3 separate regions of the Sus scrofa genome follow, and all the other regions are linked to region 1. The links are chromatin contacts, called in public promoter capture Hi-C maps. All regions are on one chromosome and are shown on one strand. Each heading gives the region's core, a stretch centred on a gene start, on an enhancer-like site or on the middle of the called end of the contact. The rest is flanking DNA. Distances are from core to core; before and after follow the strand shown. Region 1 holds the start of ZNF787 (zinc finger protein 787). Region 2 holds the start of U2AF2 (U2 small nuclear RNA auxiliary factor 2). Region 3 holds the start of ZNF581 (zinc finger protein 581).

The links. Promoter capture Hi-C pulls out the DNA fragments that hold promoters and counts their contacts.
Region 2: a promoter capture Hi-C map of fetal liver shows a contact between it and region 1, with 5 times the contacts expected there. The contact joins the promoter of U2AF2 here to the promoter of ZNF787 in region 1. A contact is called at or near these places in 3 of 5 promoter capture datasets (fetal liver, fetal skeletal muscle and liver), 5 of 47 Hi-C or Micro-C datasets (alveolar macrophages, embryonic fibroblasts, liver and 2 more) and 2 of 2 datasets of contacts at active chromatin or transcription factors (alveolar macrophages and skeletal muscle).
Region 3: a promoter capture Hi-C map of liver shows a contact between it and region 1, with 4 times the contacts expected there. The contact joins the promoter of ZNF581 here to the promoter of ZNF787 in region 1. A contact is called at or near these places in 1 of 5 promoter capture datasets (liver) and 1 of 2 datasets of contacts at active chromatin or transcription factors (alveolar macrophages).

The regions. Positions count from the first base shown.
Region 1 is chr6:60,443,834-60,448,841 of Sscrofa11.1, reverse strand. It overlaps ZNF787 (zinc finger protein 787), which reads left to right and starts at 2,731. Exons shown (of 3, transcript XM_021095112.1): 1 at 2,731-3,144.
Region 2 is chr6:59,772,864-59,777,544 of Sscrofa11.1, reverse strand. U2AF2 (U2 small nuclear RNA auxiliary factor 2) reads right to left here and starts at 3,355. Exons shown (of 12, transcript NM_001315804.1): 1 at 3,307-3,355. The coding sequence starts at 3,355.
Region 3 is chr6:59,739,554-59,744,431 of Sscrofa11.1, reverse strand. It overlaps ZNF581 (zinc finger protein 581), which reads right to left and starts at 3,020. Exons shown (of 5, transcript XM_021095062.1): 1 at 2,937-3,020; 2 at 1,746-1,819. It overlaps ZNF784 (zinc finger protein 784), which reads left to right and starts at 3,067. Exons shown (of 2, transcript XM_003356071.4): 1 at 3,067-3,180; 2 at 4,556-4,878. The coding sequence starts at 3,103.

The DNA of each region.
Region 1 (5,008 bases), core at 1,482-3,981:
CCACTTAGCTATGACGAGAACTTGTTTACAGACTTAATTGTGGTATACACACATAAAACTTATCATCTTAACCATTTTATTTATTTTTTGTCTTTTTTTTTTGCCTTTTCTAGGGCCACACCTGCAGCATATGGAGGTTCCCAGGCTAGGGGTCTAATTGGAGCTGTAGCCACTGGCCTACACCACCACCACAGCAACTCGGGATCTGAGCCGTGTCTGTGACCTACACCACAGCTCACGGCAATGCCGGATCCTAACCCAATGAGCAAGGCCGGGGATCGAACCTGCAACCTCATGGTTCCTAGTCAGATTCATTAACCACTGCGCCACGATGGGAACACCCATCTTAACCATTTTAGAGTGTGCAGTTCAGGGGCATTAAGTGCACAGTATGGTGCAACCATCACCACTGACCTCTCCAGAGCTGTTTTCATCTTGCAGCACTGAAACTCTATTCCCATGAAACATTAACTCCCCTCCCCCTCCCCTAATGCCTGGAAATCTCCATTCTACTTTCTGTCACTATGACCTTGACTGAGCACCTCATGTAAGTAGAATCACAGCGTATTTGTCCTTTTTTGTGACTGGCTTCTTTCACTGAGCCTAATGTTCTCAAGACTTATCCATGTTGTAGCCTGGGTCAGAAGGTCCTTCCTCTTTAAGGCTGAATACTATTTCATTATAGTATTCAGCCACAATACTATCAGTAGATGCCACATTTTGTTTATTATTCATCAGAGGAGGCTTAGGCGGTTTCCTTCTTTTGGATGAATGCTGCTGTAACTTGGGTGTGCAGATCAGACATGTATTTATTTCTTGATCATGTGACAGTCTTGGATGGACGCTGGGTATTGGGTGATGGAGAGTGTCTCCATGAGATGACTATTGAAGGACCCTGTGTTTTGGGGTGGGGTGGGGTTCCACCATTCCCTAGGGCCTTGTTTTCATCTGTATCCAACCGACAAGAGGGGAAGGCATATGGAGCAGGCATGCTCATTTCTTAAGAGCCTTGGCCTGGAAACTGCCAGTGTCACTTCCACTGCTATTCTATTGGTGGGAACCAATCACAGATCCACACTTAGATGCCAAGGGGACTGGGCAATGTAGTCCATGGGTGGGAAGTTGCATTCCAGGCATCCATCCCTACATTGAAAGGAAAGAGCAGGTTTTGTGGTGAATGAGCCATCTCTCTCTCAACCCTGTCCTACGTTTAGGAAACATTCCAATAGTATTGGTTTGGTTGTCTTACCAGAGATTTGGAATTAGCAATGGTTTACATGAGATAGAAAGCAATTTTTCTCCTGTAACGTCTCAGCCAGTGCAGCGCCTCCTTTTCACAAAGGCATCAAGCCTCGATCTTGCTCCTTCTCGCTTGTTTCTCTGCCATCCTCCACATATGGTTTCCATCTGGGAATCCAGATCTTGCCATTGGGTTCTCAGTTCTGCCAGGTGGGAGGTGGGTAACCGGAAGGTGGGAGAGGGGTAGCTGTCCCCTGCACCAACCAGGCCGTTGCAGGCAAGTCCTGAGTGATCTGGTTCAGAACAGCACAGACGGGTGAACTTTCTTATACTCAGGTCTCATGGGGTCAAGTTCATACCCATGATAATAATCCATAGGTACTGCTATGGTGATAGCACTTTCTCTCCAGTCTAAGACGCATTTAAAATTTTACTTTTGAAGGATTTCTGAAGGTTAGACACAGACACATCTTACTATTTACGCGTGCATTTTGTACAGTATTTTTTCTTTTTTTCTGAGAGGATGTTATTGAAGCAACAATGCACGTCTTATGATTGATGCTGAGCGAGACTTGAGGACGGACATACAGCCGTGATGGCAGTAGAAATGATACCAACAGTAAGTAACACTAATCACTACCATTTTCACTGAGCGCTTATGATGAGCCGGGTATTGAAGTAAACAAAGTTACATAGATCGTCTGGTTACACTGAAGCTTCAACAGGCCGATCTTGCATCTACATCTTTGTAACTTCCAAGCCTATGACTGTTTCAGCGATGGCGATAAGAAAATTGTTATAAACAATAAGGAGAATTCATCTGTCGCTTAGGTGAGAGCCAGCCAACTACAGACCCGGGAAGGGACTGGGAGAACCTAGCCTGTAAGGATACCTTGGTCTAAACAAGAATTTTAATAAACATAATACTGACAAAAACAGCTCACATCTAGAGAGTGCTTTACAAAGGGCCTGCCGCACATGCCCGGGAGTAGGTGAATCCGTAGCTGCTCTGATCCACATTCCGTTATAAGAGGCAGTATGCATAGGTACGGTTCAATACAAGACCTTGGAGCCAGACTCCACGGGTTCGAGCCCAGGCTCCGCATTCTCGGTCTGTGACTTTCCCCAAGGTATCTGCAAAGGGGACCAGGTTAACAAAGCCCTTGCAGGCGCACAATGTGTTATCGTTGCTTTAGACCGGAGGAAACGGGCTTAAGCGGTGGACGCGACATCGCGAGGAGCCTGAAGCGCTCAGTCCGGTAGGGAAAGGACCAGGATGGCCGACGAGGGGCCCCTCCGGGCGCGCGGGCTCCGGCCACTGCGAACAGCGTCGGCAGGGAAGGGGTTACAATGATAGAGACGACGGGAGGATCCGGAGCGGCACGAGCGGCCTCCGCGGCCACCCTCCCCGACACCTCCCCACCCGGGGCTGACGCGGGGACACGACCGCGCAGGCGCGAGAGCCGGGCGTGGGGGCGGGGGGCACCTCCCTAGACACCCGGAAGTCTCCGCCTAACGGGCCGAGCCCGCGCCTCCTGTCCTGGAAGGGGGCGGGGCCCGAAGCCCCTCAGCGCGCGGCGCCATAGAGCATGGACGGAGGACCCGGGTCCTAGACGCGTCCGGAAGTGGCTCCCTGGGGCGCCCGCTCCGCACCATAGAGCTGGGGGGGCGGCGGCTAGGGGGTCGCCGGGCTCGCCTCCTAGAGCGGCGAGGACGGGGTGGAGGCTGGAGGGGGGGAAGGGGAGGGGGGAGCGGCGCGGGCGGAAGCGTCCAGGAAGGTCACTTCCGGCCTGGGCGCCCGTCCCCCTGACCCCAGGGTCTGAGTCGCCGCTGCCGCCGCTGCCACCATCCGCAAGGGAGGAGAGAGGAGGAGGAGTGCGGCACGGCGGCCCCGGGACCGAGGAGGTGAGGGGAGGGCGCGAGGGCGGGGGGCGTGCGCCCGGGGCTGGGTGGGCGCGCGCCTCGGGGCGCCGGGCTGCCGCCGGGGGGCGGGCGGGGAGGCGGGAGGCGAGCGCGACTGGGCGGGCGAGTGCGCGTGCGCGCCGCTGGGGGGGCGTGAGTGGGCGCGCGGCCGCTGACGCGGGGCGGGGCGGGGGCGCCGGGAGGGGCTTCGGGGAGCGCGCGGGCGCGGGAAGGGGGGTGCGCCTGGGGAGCGCGCCCGGGCCGGAGCGCGCGCTGCGCCAGGGGCTCGGGGGGCGGGGCCGCCGCGTCCCCCCAGCCTCCCCGGCCGGTCGTGGCCGGAAGTGGTGGCGACTCCCGGGGGAAGTTGAGGCCCCGGTGGGGGAGGGGGCCTCGCGGGCTCAGCCGGCCTGACCGGAAACGGCAGCCCCAGGACGGGCTTGTCTTGGCCCCCCGCTTGCCCCCACTCCTTCCCCTTTTCAAAGGAGTCTGGTCCCGTTGCCGCCCGGGGCGGGCTGCGTGCGGCCTTTGATCCGGCCGGTAATTACGGGCGTTCCGGCCGGTGGGAGGCTCATTCATTCGCCCCAGCGCGGGGGCGGCAGGAAGCGCGTGCGGCGGAGGGGAAGTGGCTGGGCCAAGGTCAGGCACCGCGTGTCCCGCGAGGCAGGGCGAGGAAGGTGGCCGGGCCCGATGGCCACCTCAGAGCCTCTTGGGCGTCGAACCGCGCTCCCGTACCCCCGCCCCAGTCTTGGCCACAAAGGGGGACGCCCCAGTTTGTAGAGATGAGTGCCTCTCGGGCCCACGGGGCCAGGCAAGCTGGGGATAGCGTGATCAGACGGAAAAGTGAGCCACGGCGAGTGTGGACAGAGGCTCTTCTAGTTCCGGCCCAGTGCTGGGCACCACGGACGAGGAGAAGAACAAGAGTCCGGAGGGGGCGGGCCCTGAGGCTCCTGGAGGCATCCGTGCCCCTCCCCTTTCCCGTGCCCATCCAGGTGGTCGAGGGAGCCAGGGAAGACACTCCTGCCAGCCAGTCCAGAGAGGCAGTCAGCGTTTTAGGAAGGGACTGAGTTGGTTTGTGTTTTCCATGTGGTTCTTGGTGCCGGGTCCTGCGTTGGGCTGTCCTGAGGATCCCACTGGGTGTTGGGTTGGGCCTCCCCCGAGGGAGGCAGTTGCTCTTGATCCGGGCTTATCTCCTCTGTAAGACTGTAAGCCTCTTGGGTTAAAGGCAGCTGGCGTTCACCTACCTGCCTCTGCTGCGGTCCTTCTGGTCCTGCCTCAGCCCCAGAGAACATTCAGATCAGCTTCCTCCTGTGTTAGCCGTCTTAGCCCTTTTCCTTCTGGAAGCCTTCCAGATCTAACCCCTGCCCAGAGCTGGAGAACAGGAAGGGTTTATCGTGGTGCTGGACCCAGGAGCGGCCTGCAGTGTGTTAGTTCAGAGCTCTGGGGTCAGACAGACCTGGGTTCCACTCCCAGCTCCACCATTTCATCCCCTTTGTGACTTCATAGGACTAGTAACTTCTCAGTTTCTGCTCAAATAGAGCAGGGTTGGTAATAATAGTATTGACCTTGGTAGGAACGGAGCCAGAGCAGATCTCAGGAAAGGGTGTTAAGTGTGCAGAAAGGCTTCTGGGCCTTCCTGGGCTCCGTCTCTTCCAGCCGCGTGACCTTGGACCTGCCACTTCCCCTTTCCCAGGCTCTTTTTCCTCCTCAGTCCCCCAAGGTGGAGCGCACAGCCGACCATCCCCTGGATAAGGCCAGTCCATCAAGGCCGCCGCACACGGCCGGGCCTGGCGAGGTGCTCTGCTGTGAGGTGGGAAAGTATCACTTGGCCCAGGTTTCCTGAAGCTCTGCTGGGCCGCGCTTCTTGTCC
Region 2 (4,681 bases), core at 2,106-4,605, 670 kb after region 1:
AGCTGGCCCCCACAGCCCCACGCCCAGGCCCCAAGTCAGATGCCAGGCAGGCTCAGAGATGCCTGGGAAGCAGCGGAACCCACCCCGCCCCAGCCCTTCCCCACCAGGCGAAGAGTGCAGGACGCCCTCCTCCAGGGAGGCGCCCCTTCCAGAATCCGGGCTGAAGGGGAGGTGACCCACCCAGGCCCCCCAGACCCACAGGTCCTCAGAGCCAGGGACAGGAGAAACCAGGGTGGACGCTTTCTCGGAGCTCCCCACGGGCCGCTAGCTGGCTCCTTCTACCCCCTCCCCTCCCCTTGGGGGCAGATTCTGCCTCCCTGCCCAGCAGAACCACAGAACCCTTGGCTCCCAGCAGACCTTTCACTCCTGAAAGAGGGGCAGTTCCAGGGCCACGCGGCACTCTATTTCCTTGGTTCGAAACACCAACACCCAGCTATGCTGCCCCACCCCTCAGATGCACATCAACACGCTTCTCAACTTGACCGTCTGTCCGGACACAGGGAGAAAAAGCAGTAAGGACCAGACGTCAGCATGGACCTTAACCTCACCTCTACTGCTTTTGCCTCACATGTTTTTCTGATGCAATTAAACATAAAACTTTTCACAAGTGAACTCAAACTCCAGAACCACTAAAAGACAGAAAAACACGCACCTTGGAAAACAGAAAAAAAAATTCCAGCCAACACTGCAATGGTACCTAAGACTAGATCCTGTGCTAGCTCTACTTGAACTTAATCTTGTTACCTTGGGGAGACACTGCTAGAGGCTCACCTGACAGATGGGAAAACTGAGGCTCAGGGAGGTCATGTGACTTGCCCCTGGCCAAAAAGCAAGGAAGTTGTGAACACTGAAATGCCCACAAGTGCAGTTAAGCACTAGGCAATACTCAACATGGGGCAGCCAGAACACTCCAGGGTCTGGCGGGAGCCCCTAAAGACAAGCGGTTACCTCCTTGAAGACACAGACTGAACACGAAAAACAAATCCAAGCCTGGAACCAGGAGGCAAGTAGCATGAAGTAGCAGGTAAGCATGACACTGAGGGCCCAGAGGTGTGCTGGCCTGAGGCTCTGGGCCTCTGGCTCCACTCTTGAAAGATGGGCCAACTATAAAAACAGCGTCTTTTGTGGCTTTGGTTCTGAAACAGACAAGCAGGCAGAGAGGAACAGACACAGAGGAAGAAGTGGCGCCTGCTGGGTGCCTGAGACACAGACAAGGAAATTAATTCCCTGGAGACACAGGTGCACAAGGCAGGGACTGAGGCTTGGAGGAGGCTTGGACCACAGAGACAAAGACCCACAGGCACAACGATACTAGGGCAAAGCTTCCCCTTAAAGCAACAGTAGGTTCCCTGCCTCAACCCAAACAGGTCAGGAAGGAAAGGCAGCTGTGGTTACTCAAAACGCTGTGATCACTTTGTTGTGGGAACAACTCCACCAGCCCAAGGGACGTGCCAGTACCAGTGGGGACACCCAAGAGAAACCAAGCAGCACGTGTGCAAGTGCCCCAAGGAAGGTTCATTCAGTTCCATCTAGCAGTCCAGCCTAGGGGCACGTGGTTTTGCAGCCAGACTCAGGATCAGCTTCAGCTCTTCTGTCTACCAACTGCATAAAACCACAAAACAGCAACCGTACCTTCCAACCTCAGTGTTCCCGGTCTTTTAAACGACGCTCATCCCGCCCCAAGTGTGGGACATGGGATAATGACGCTGGGAAAGCACCTCTCCCTGCTGTCCCAACTCTGACACCACCTCTGAGGCAGCTCAGGGCAGCCTCTCCATTACCTTCCTAAGAAATTTCACTAGGGATCATTTCACAATACTCCTCGTTAGGCACTTAACGAATGCCAGACCGTATGCCACACACTGTACACACATTACCTCACTTAACCTCAGCTGCAACTCTCACCAGCTAAAACCAAAGAAAGTTTTTCAAGCTTTCTGAGCCTGCTTCCTCCTCTGCAAAGGAAAGGAAGTCATGTCAGTCCCCCACGGCTGTTGACCATCTACTTAAATAAGCCGTGTAAAAGCTTAGCAAAGCACTATCAGTACTGCCATCACCATTGACTCCAGAAACCGGTAATAAAGACACATACCTATTTAACAGCCACTACACACAAGAAAAGGATTAAAAAAAAAAAAAAAAAGCATAGACGTGTTAAAGTTCCACAACTACTTAGCAACAAAGCAGGTACTAGAAGCCAAGTCTCCTCCCCTCCAAAGCCTGTGCTGTGAAGCGTTACAACGTGTACAGACACCCCGTGGGCACTCCGAAACCCGACTTCGTCTTCCCCAGGCGCTGTCTCCTCCTAAACCAGCCACCTGCTCCCAACTGCAGACTGGGCTGAAAGGGGAACCCCAGCGCCCCCCGCCCCCTGTGCAGTCCTCTGACCACAAGGAGCTTAGGCCTCGCGCTCGCCACCTCCTCCAGGCCTAAGTTTGTTCTAACATTCGTGGGGTGTCCAAACTAGTCGGCACTAGCTCGGCCTCCTACTTGGACTCCGCATCACCGGAGGGACTTTGCCTCCCATCCTCCCAACTGAGCTAAGTCTCCCTACTCGCTCCGAGCCTGTCTCTTTATCGCCACGTTGAAAAGGCGGACACACGCGGCGCCCGGAGGGTGGGCTCGTACAGAACAGGGGACCTGTCTAACTGAGGAGATATGGGGGGCAGACACGCCACACTGTGCCTGGCGCGACGGCGCGAGGGAGAACCGCGTGCGGGAGGAACACTGAAAACGCACAGTGCGGACCTCTCCCAGGAGACACCGCATCACCCACGTTAGGCTGGAAGGGACCCCGGCGACTAGCCCCCAGGAAAGGCGCGAAGGGCGGCGGTGCGAGAAGGGCCCACACCGCGGCCCTGCATGCGCCCACGTGAAGGGGGGCTCCAACCGCCATTTTGGAACAAAGGGGGCGTGGAGACACCGGCCGCGGGCCCGGCCGGAAGCGGAAGTGCGAGGGCATCGGGAGAAAAGGAGGGGTTGCGGGACCCAATCTACATAATCTCCTTTCCAAATTAAAAAAATAGAAAATAAGTCCGCAACGGACTCCCGACAGCCTGCGGCGCCCGCGCCACCCGCGCCGGGGGCCACGTGGGGCGCGGAACCGAACGCGGCGCGCATGCGCCCGCCGCCCCCTCCCCTCCCGCGCGGCGGCACGCCGGGCGGTCACGTGAGTAAGGCGCGCACCGCGGGGTGGGGGGGCGCCGTGCGGGCCTAAGGGGGGGAAGCGAGGGGGAAAATGGCGGGGGACACAGGGGGAAGCCGAGAGCCGCCCCGCCCGCCGCCCCGCACCCCCGGCGCCCTCACCTTGCTTATTCTCGTTGAGCTGCCGCTCGAACTCGTCGAAGTCCGACATGCTGAGGCGGCCGCGTAGGGCCCTGTGTAGCTCTCGCCTCGCCTTGCCGCGCGCCCGATCCGGCCGCTTCGGCTACTTCCGCCGCTTGCTTCGGCTACTTCCGGCCGCCGCCGGCGTTCCACCGCCTCCTACCTAATCAAGCCCCTGCCGCCCGCCCAGCCCCGCCCCGGCTCCGCCCCTCTCCCCGCCGGCCCGCCCACGAGGCGCACCTCCCCCCAGGGCCTGGCTCCGAAACGCGTCGGCTATTTCCGGACCGTGGAGGAGCGAAGGGAGAGGCGACTTCGGCTGCTTCCGAAAACACCCGAAGCGAGGGTTTCGCAGGCTTCTCAGGTTTTCGTAACTTTTCGGATAGTAGCTCTTCAACGTTCGGATGTTTCCGTAGGTCCTCGCATTCCTAGCACCCAGACTCCCCACTTAGAATTCAGCTTCTTCCAAGAACTCAAACCGTCCGTCTTTGGCTGCTTCCACGGATTCTACCCTCTCTTTCCCAACGGCCCTGTCCAAGCAATCGGCCACTTCCGACAATCCTAACCGTCCCGGATTTCGGCACTTTCCGAAGGTCTCTGGCGCTCCCCCTCGGGCCCAACCAGAGATTAAACCCGTTTCCAAACTTCGGCTCTTTCCGGAGATTCCAAGAGCAACCTCCTCCCCCTTTCGGAGAACTTCGGCTCCTTCCGCCACCGCCTGGGGAAGGACTCACAGCAGACACCTTCGGCTTTTTCCGTGGGCGCTTCGGCTCCTTCCGGCTCCGGGAACCAAAAAGGGAGGGAGGACAGAGGCGAGGTGGGTCAGGGGAAAGGAAAAGAAGAGGCAGGGTCTCGGCTCTCAGCACCCGGCTCTCCCTGTGGGGCGATGGGAGGAAAAGAAGGACCGATGTTGAGAAGCGCCTAAGAAGGTTTCGCGAGACAAAAGCAGCCAGCGGAGTGAAGAGTGCGCGCGGCTGCTGCGGAGGTTGCCAGCGCGGCTTTGTGCGCATGCGCAAAGTGGAAGGGGCGAGCGCGAGAGAGCCTCTGCGCCTGCGTAGAGATCGGTCTGAACCGAGACCTCTCACTGTTCGGAGAGGGGGGGCGGGTCGTCGGGGCCACAGCCCGAGCGCGCGTGCGCGAGATTTCCTTCCTCCAGGGAAGGGACTACATTCCCGACCGTTGAGCAAGGCCGCCCCCTTGCGGTTGCCGTGGCAACCACACAAGCGAGCGTTCCCCCCCCCAACCGCGCCGACGCTGCTAGCCACGCAGCGGGCACTTCCGGGAGACAGAGAATCTCGCTTTACCGCCTCCTGGAGGCAGTCTCTGTTCAGAGCTCCCCGCTCCCCTCGATGGTCGCCTC
Region 3 (4,878 bases), core at 1,771-4,270, 700 kb after region 1:
GCATTGCCCTGAGCTGTGTAGGTCGCAGATGAGGCTCAAATCTGGCATTGCTGAGGCTCTGGCATAGGCTGACGGCTACAGCTCCGATTGGACCCCTAGCCTGGGAACATCCATATGCCACAGGAAGTGGCCCTAGAAAAGGCAAAACAAACAAAAAGATAGTGCATCACAGTGTTCTCTGCTGCACTATTTTTAAAACACCCAGACATGTGAGCAACCTAAATATCCAAAGGAATGAATAAACAAGAGGTGATACGTGTGTGTGTGTGTATCCTGAATCACTTGGCTGTACAGGTGATGCTGACAAAGTATCATAAATCAACTATACTTCAATAAGAAGGAAAAAAAAACTGGACCCAAACCAATGCCCATCAACAGGAGAAGGAAGAAATGCAAGGTGGCTTGACCGTGATCAGGACATCACACCGGTACTGACAGTGACTCGATTACAAGCACTGATGTTTACAAATGTAAAAACGTGTGTGTGTGTGTTGGGGAGCTGGGGGAGCTAGAGAAGGTTACACTGAAGTGATATCTTTGTTGTTGTTGTTGTTGTTGTTTTTGTCTTTTTTGCCATTTCTTGAGTCGATCCTGCGGCATATGGAGGTTACAGGCTAGGAGTCGAATCGGAGCTGCAGCCGCCGGCCTATGCCAGAGCCACAGCAATGCGGGATCCGAGCCGCGTCTTCGACCTGCACCACAGCTCACGGCAACGCCGGATCCTTACCCCACTGAGCAAGGCCAGGGATCGAACCCACAACCTCGTGGTTCCTCGTCGGATTCGTTAACCACGGCGTCACGACAGGAACTCCCCTGAAGTGATATCATTTATCCCAAAAGTGTTAGCATAAGCAGAACAATATGGCATCATTTCATGTACGGAGCAAACCAAAGAAGACATGTGTGGGAATGATAAACAGAAAATGCAAAATCTCGGGAGTTCCCGTCGTGGCGCAGTGGTTAACAAATCCGACTAGGAACCATGAGGTTTCGGGTTCGGTCCCTGCCCTTGCTCAGTGGGTTAACGATCCGGCATTGCTGTGGTCTGTGCTGTAGGTCGCAGACGCGGCTCGGATCCAGCGTTGCTGTGGCTCTGGCGTAGGCCGATGGCTGCAGCTCCGATTCAACCCCTAGCCTAGGAACCTCCATATGCCTCGGGAGCGGCCCAAGAAATAGCAAAAAAAGACAAAAAAAAAAAAAGAAAGAAAGTAAGAAAGGAAATGCAAAATCTCATAAGGGGAAGGAGGCAAGAGAAGGGGATGTTACACAGATGGCTGAGATTGCATCTGTAAAGTTGTATGGTTTAAGTTCATTAAGGAGTACAGGGAGCTATTTATATACTTCTGAATTTTTCTTTTCTTTTGTTTTTTTTTTTTTTTTTTTGCTCCCACGGCATATGGAGGTTCCCAGGCTAGGGGGTGAATCGCAGCTGTAGCTGCCGGCCTACGCCAGAGCCACAGCAACGCGGGATCTGAGCCACGTCTGCAACCTACACCACAGCTCACGGCAACGCCGGATCCTTAACCCACTGCACAAAGCCAGGGATCAGACATGCATCCTCATGGATCCTAGTCAGGTTGTTAACCACTGAGCCACGAAGAGAACTCCCCAAATGAGTATTTTAAATGCTATCTATCCGAGGAAGACTTGCACCAGGTTCTGGTCACACACCCTGGAATTTCGTCTAATGGAAACAGATTCCCAAGCAGGAACAAAAAGCGGTGAACATTTCAGCAGACTCTTACCTTGTGCTGAAGTGGACACCTACCGCTTCCACTGTCATTTCACTGGGCAAAGAAAACCACGTGGCCACGTCTAACTGCAAAGGAAAATACAACCCTATCATGTTCCCTAAAGAGGGAGAACCGAATTTGCGCATGATCGTCACGTTCAGTCATCCACCCTGCCCTTCCAGGAAAACAATTTAAGAGTGTTCCAGCGATCTCGCATCTCTCTGTTTTAGTGGGTTTCGCAACCCTCTACAGATGTATGCATAAATGCAGGCATGGTCAGAAGTAGCGCGATGACCTCTCCAAGGTCACACAGCCGGGCCAAGGAACGAGTAACTGGACAGCTGAGCCCTCAGCCCTGTCCTTGTAACTGCCGAAAACCCCTGCCCTTGGGCTCTTGCCTTCAAAGGCGCATTTCCCAAACTTCACACAACCTGTGGATACTTGCTAATGAATCCCAGTACCACTAGTGTGGCAGTCGGTTCAGTATATTTTTGCAAAGGGACTTAAAAGTCCTTACATTTGTAACCTTTGCCTCACTGAGTTATCTCGAACCAGGGAGTAGGTGACCACAAAAACGTGTAGTGTGAACACAACAAAGGTTGTTCAATTCTGGTGTCAAGTGACCGCCAGAGCCTACTCATGGAGATTAAAAAGAGAAATTAGGGAGTTCCCGTCGTGGCGCAGTGGTTAGCGAATCCGACTAGGAACCATGAGGTTGCAGGTTCGGTCCCTGCCCTTGCTCAGTGGGTTAACGATCCGGCGTTGCCGTGAGCTGTGGTGTAGGTTGCAGACGCGGCTCGGATCCCGCGTTGCTGTGGCTCTGGCGTAGGCCTGTGGCTACAGCTCCGATTAGACCCCTGGCCTGGGAACCTCCATATGCCGTGGGAGCGGCCCAAGAAATAGCAAAAAGACCAAAAAAAAAAAAAAAAAAAAGAAATTAGAATTAGCTCACAGGAGAGTTCCCGTCGTGGCCTGGCACAAACGAACCCGACAAAATCAGGAGGGATCCGTGGTTCCGCTCAGGGGGTTAAGGATCCAGCGTTGCTGTGGCTGTGGTGCAGGCCGGCAGGTGCAGTTGCGATTCGATTCCTAGTCTGGGAACCTCTATACGCTGCGGGTTCGCCCTAAAAAGACACGTACACAAAAGAATTAGCTCAGAGCCACCCCAGCGCCCCACGCAGGCTGTCTCTTGGGGGCACTGACAGGCAATTAGGAAGAAATTCACCACTTTCTCCCTGGGGATGGAGAGAGCCAGCTCCCGGGAAGCCCCGCCCCTCCTCCAGGCCGCCTGCGCGGGGCCCCGACGCCAGCCTAGGCCCCACCCCCTCCGGATTGACCTCTGGCATTGGGGGCGGGGCCTGGGGACAAGATGGCTGCCGCGCGCCCGGAGTCGCCGAGTCTGAGCTCAGCGGGCCCGGAGCCGCGATCCCCGGAACCTCCGGACCTGGTGCGGGCGAGGAAGGGCCCCGGCGCGGGGGCTCTAGGCGGCAGGAGGTCGCAGGGGTGGGGGTGGGGCTTAGAGCTGGGCGGGGGAGGTATTTAGGGCTATGGCCCTGGGGGCGGGGCTTCTCGTGGGGGCGGTGTGAGGTTGGAGGGGCGTGGCCGGAGGAGGAGGGTGGGCGGGCCAAGTCAGAACTGGAGAGGGATCCACCCGAGCGAGGAGTCCGAGGGATTGAGTTTGTCTAATGAGGGGGCGGAGCCTTCAGAGGGCGGGACCTCATGAATTTTAGGGTTCCGGAACCTGGGTGGAAGGTTGGGAAGGTGACCCTGGAAGAGAAGGGTGTGGGGTTATGGTTGGGTCACCCACTTCGGGGTAGGGGGATGATTCTGCAAGAGTCTAAGTGCTACCCAAGAGAGGATTTGGGGGCAGAAGTGCCTGCTCCAGCTGCCTTTGGACCCCACTCAGGCTGAGAGCGTATCTGAGGACAGTCTTTCATTCAGCAGACATTTACTGTGCTCCCACTTGGGCTAGACAGATGGAGAGGTGAAGGCGGCAAATAAACTATCCTCTTGGAGCTTGCAGCCCAGAAGAGGAGAGAGACAATAAAGAAGTCTTATTGTGTTATGTTCGATAAAGAGTGAGCTGATAGAGCGGCGCGGAGGGGAGCTAAATTTAGTCGAGAGAGAAGTCAGCTGTGTGCCGGCTTATATTTACACTGGGGCCAGAGAGATAAGCGGGAGGCAGATCGTGATGGATATGAATTAAGGCTTTGGATTTTAAGTGCAGTGGGTGTCATGGGAGGGTTGCGAATGGGAAAATGACTTCCATCTGTTCCCGTTTTCAAAAGGTCATTAAGGCTGCTTTGGGAAAATGGGTTATGAGGGAGCCAGGCAGAGGACCAGAGGCAGTCAGAGGTTCAGGACACTTGGCAAAGAATGTTTGCCTTATGAAGTTCCCCAGTGGCCCGAGGATTCCACGTTGGTGCTGTGGCAGCTTGCGTTGCTGCTGTGGCACCTTGGGTCGCTGCTGTGGCACCTTGGGTCGCTGCTGTGGCACGGGTTCAATCCCTGGCCCAGGATCATAGGCCTGCTGCGAGGGAGGCCCCCTCAAAAAAAAAAAAAAAAAAAAAAAAGGTGCAGTGAGGTAATTGGCTTTTCACTGGGATGGAGGAGAGAGATGGCTGGATCTGTGGACCATTTCAGACGGGAGGGGAAGTCTTCAAAGGCACGTAACAGAATCCCGGGCCGGGGAAGCAGCGGAGAGCTGAATCTAGAAATCGAGGGATCCAGCATGCTACAAAAGGGAGGTGTTTTAATAATCAGGTGGGGAGGCCTTGAGGCAGAGGCCACAGGCTCCTCTGTTTCTTCTCCCCCTCACCCAGGTCCTGGTGCCTGATGATGGCCGCCCGGCCACCCCCCCGAGCGACCTCGTCGAGATCCAGGTGGTGAAGGTGACCGACACCACGCTGGTACCTGAGCCCCCAGAGCCAGGTTCTCTCCACTGTGCCTTGTGCCCAGCTGTCTTCCGGCTGGTCTCCGAGCTGCTGTTCCACGAACATGGCCACTTGGCGGGAGCTGAGGGCGGCGGGCAGGGTGGGGACCCGAGCCGGTGTCACGTCTGTGGCCGCAGCTGTCCAGGGCCCGCCAGCCTCCGTGCCCACTACAGCCTGCACACGGGAGAGCGGCCCTACCGCTGCCCGCTCTG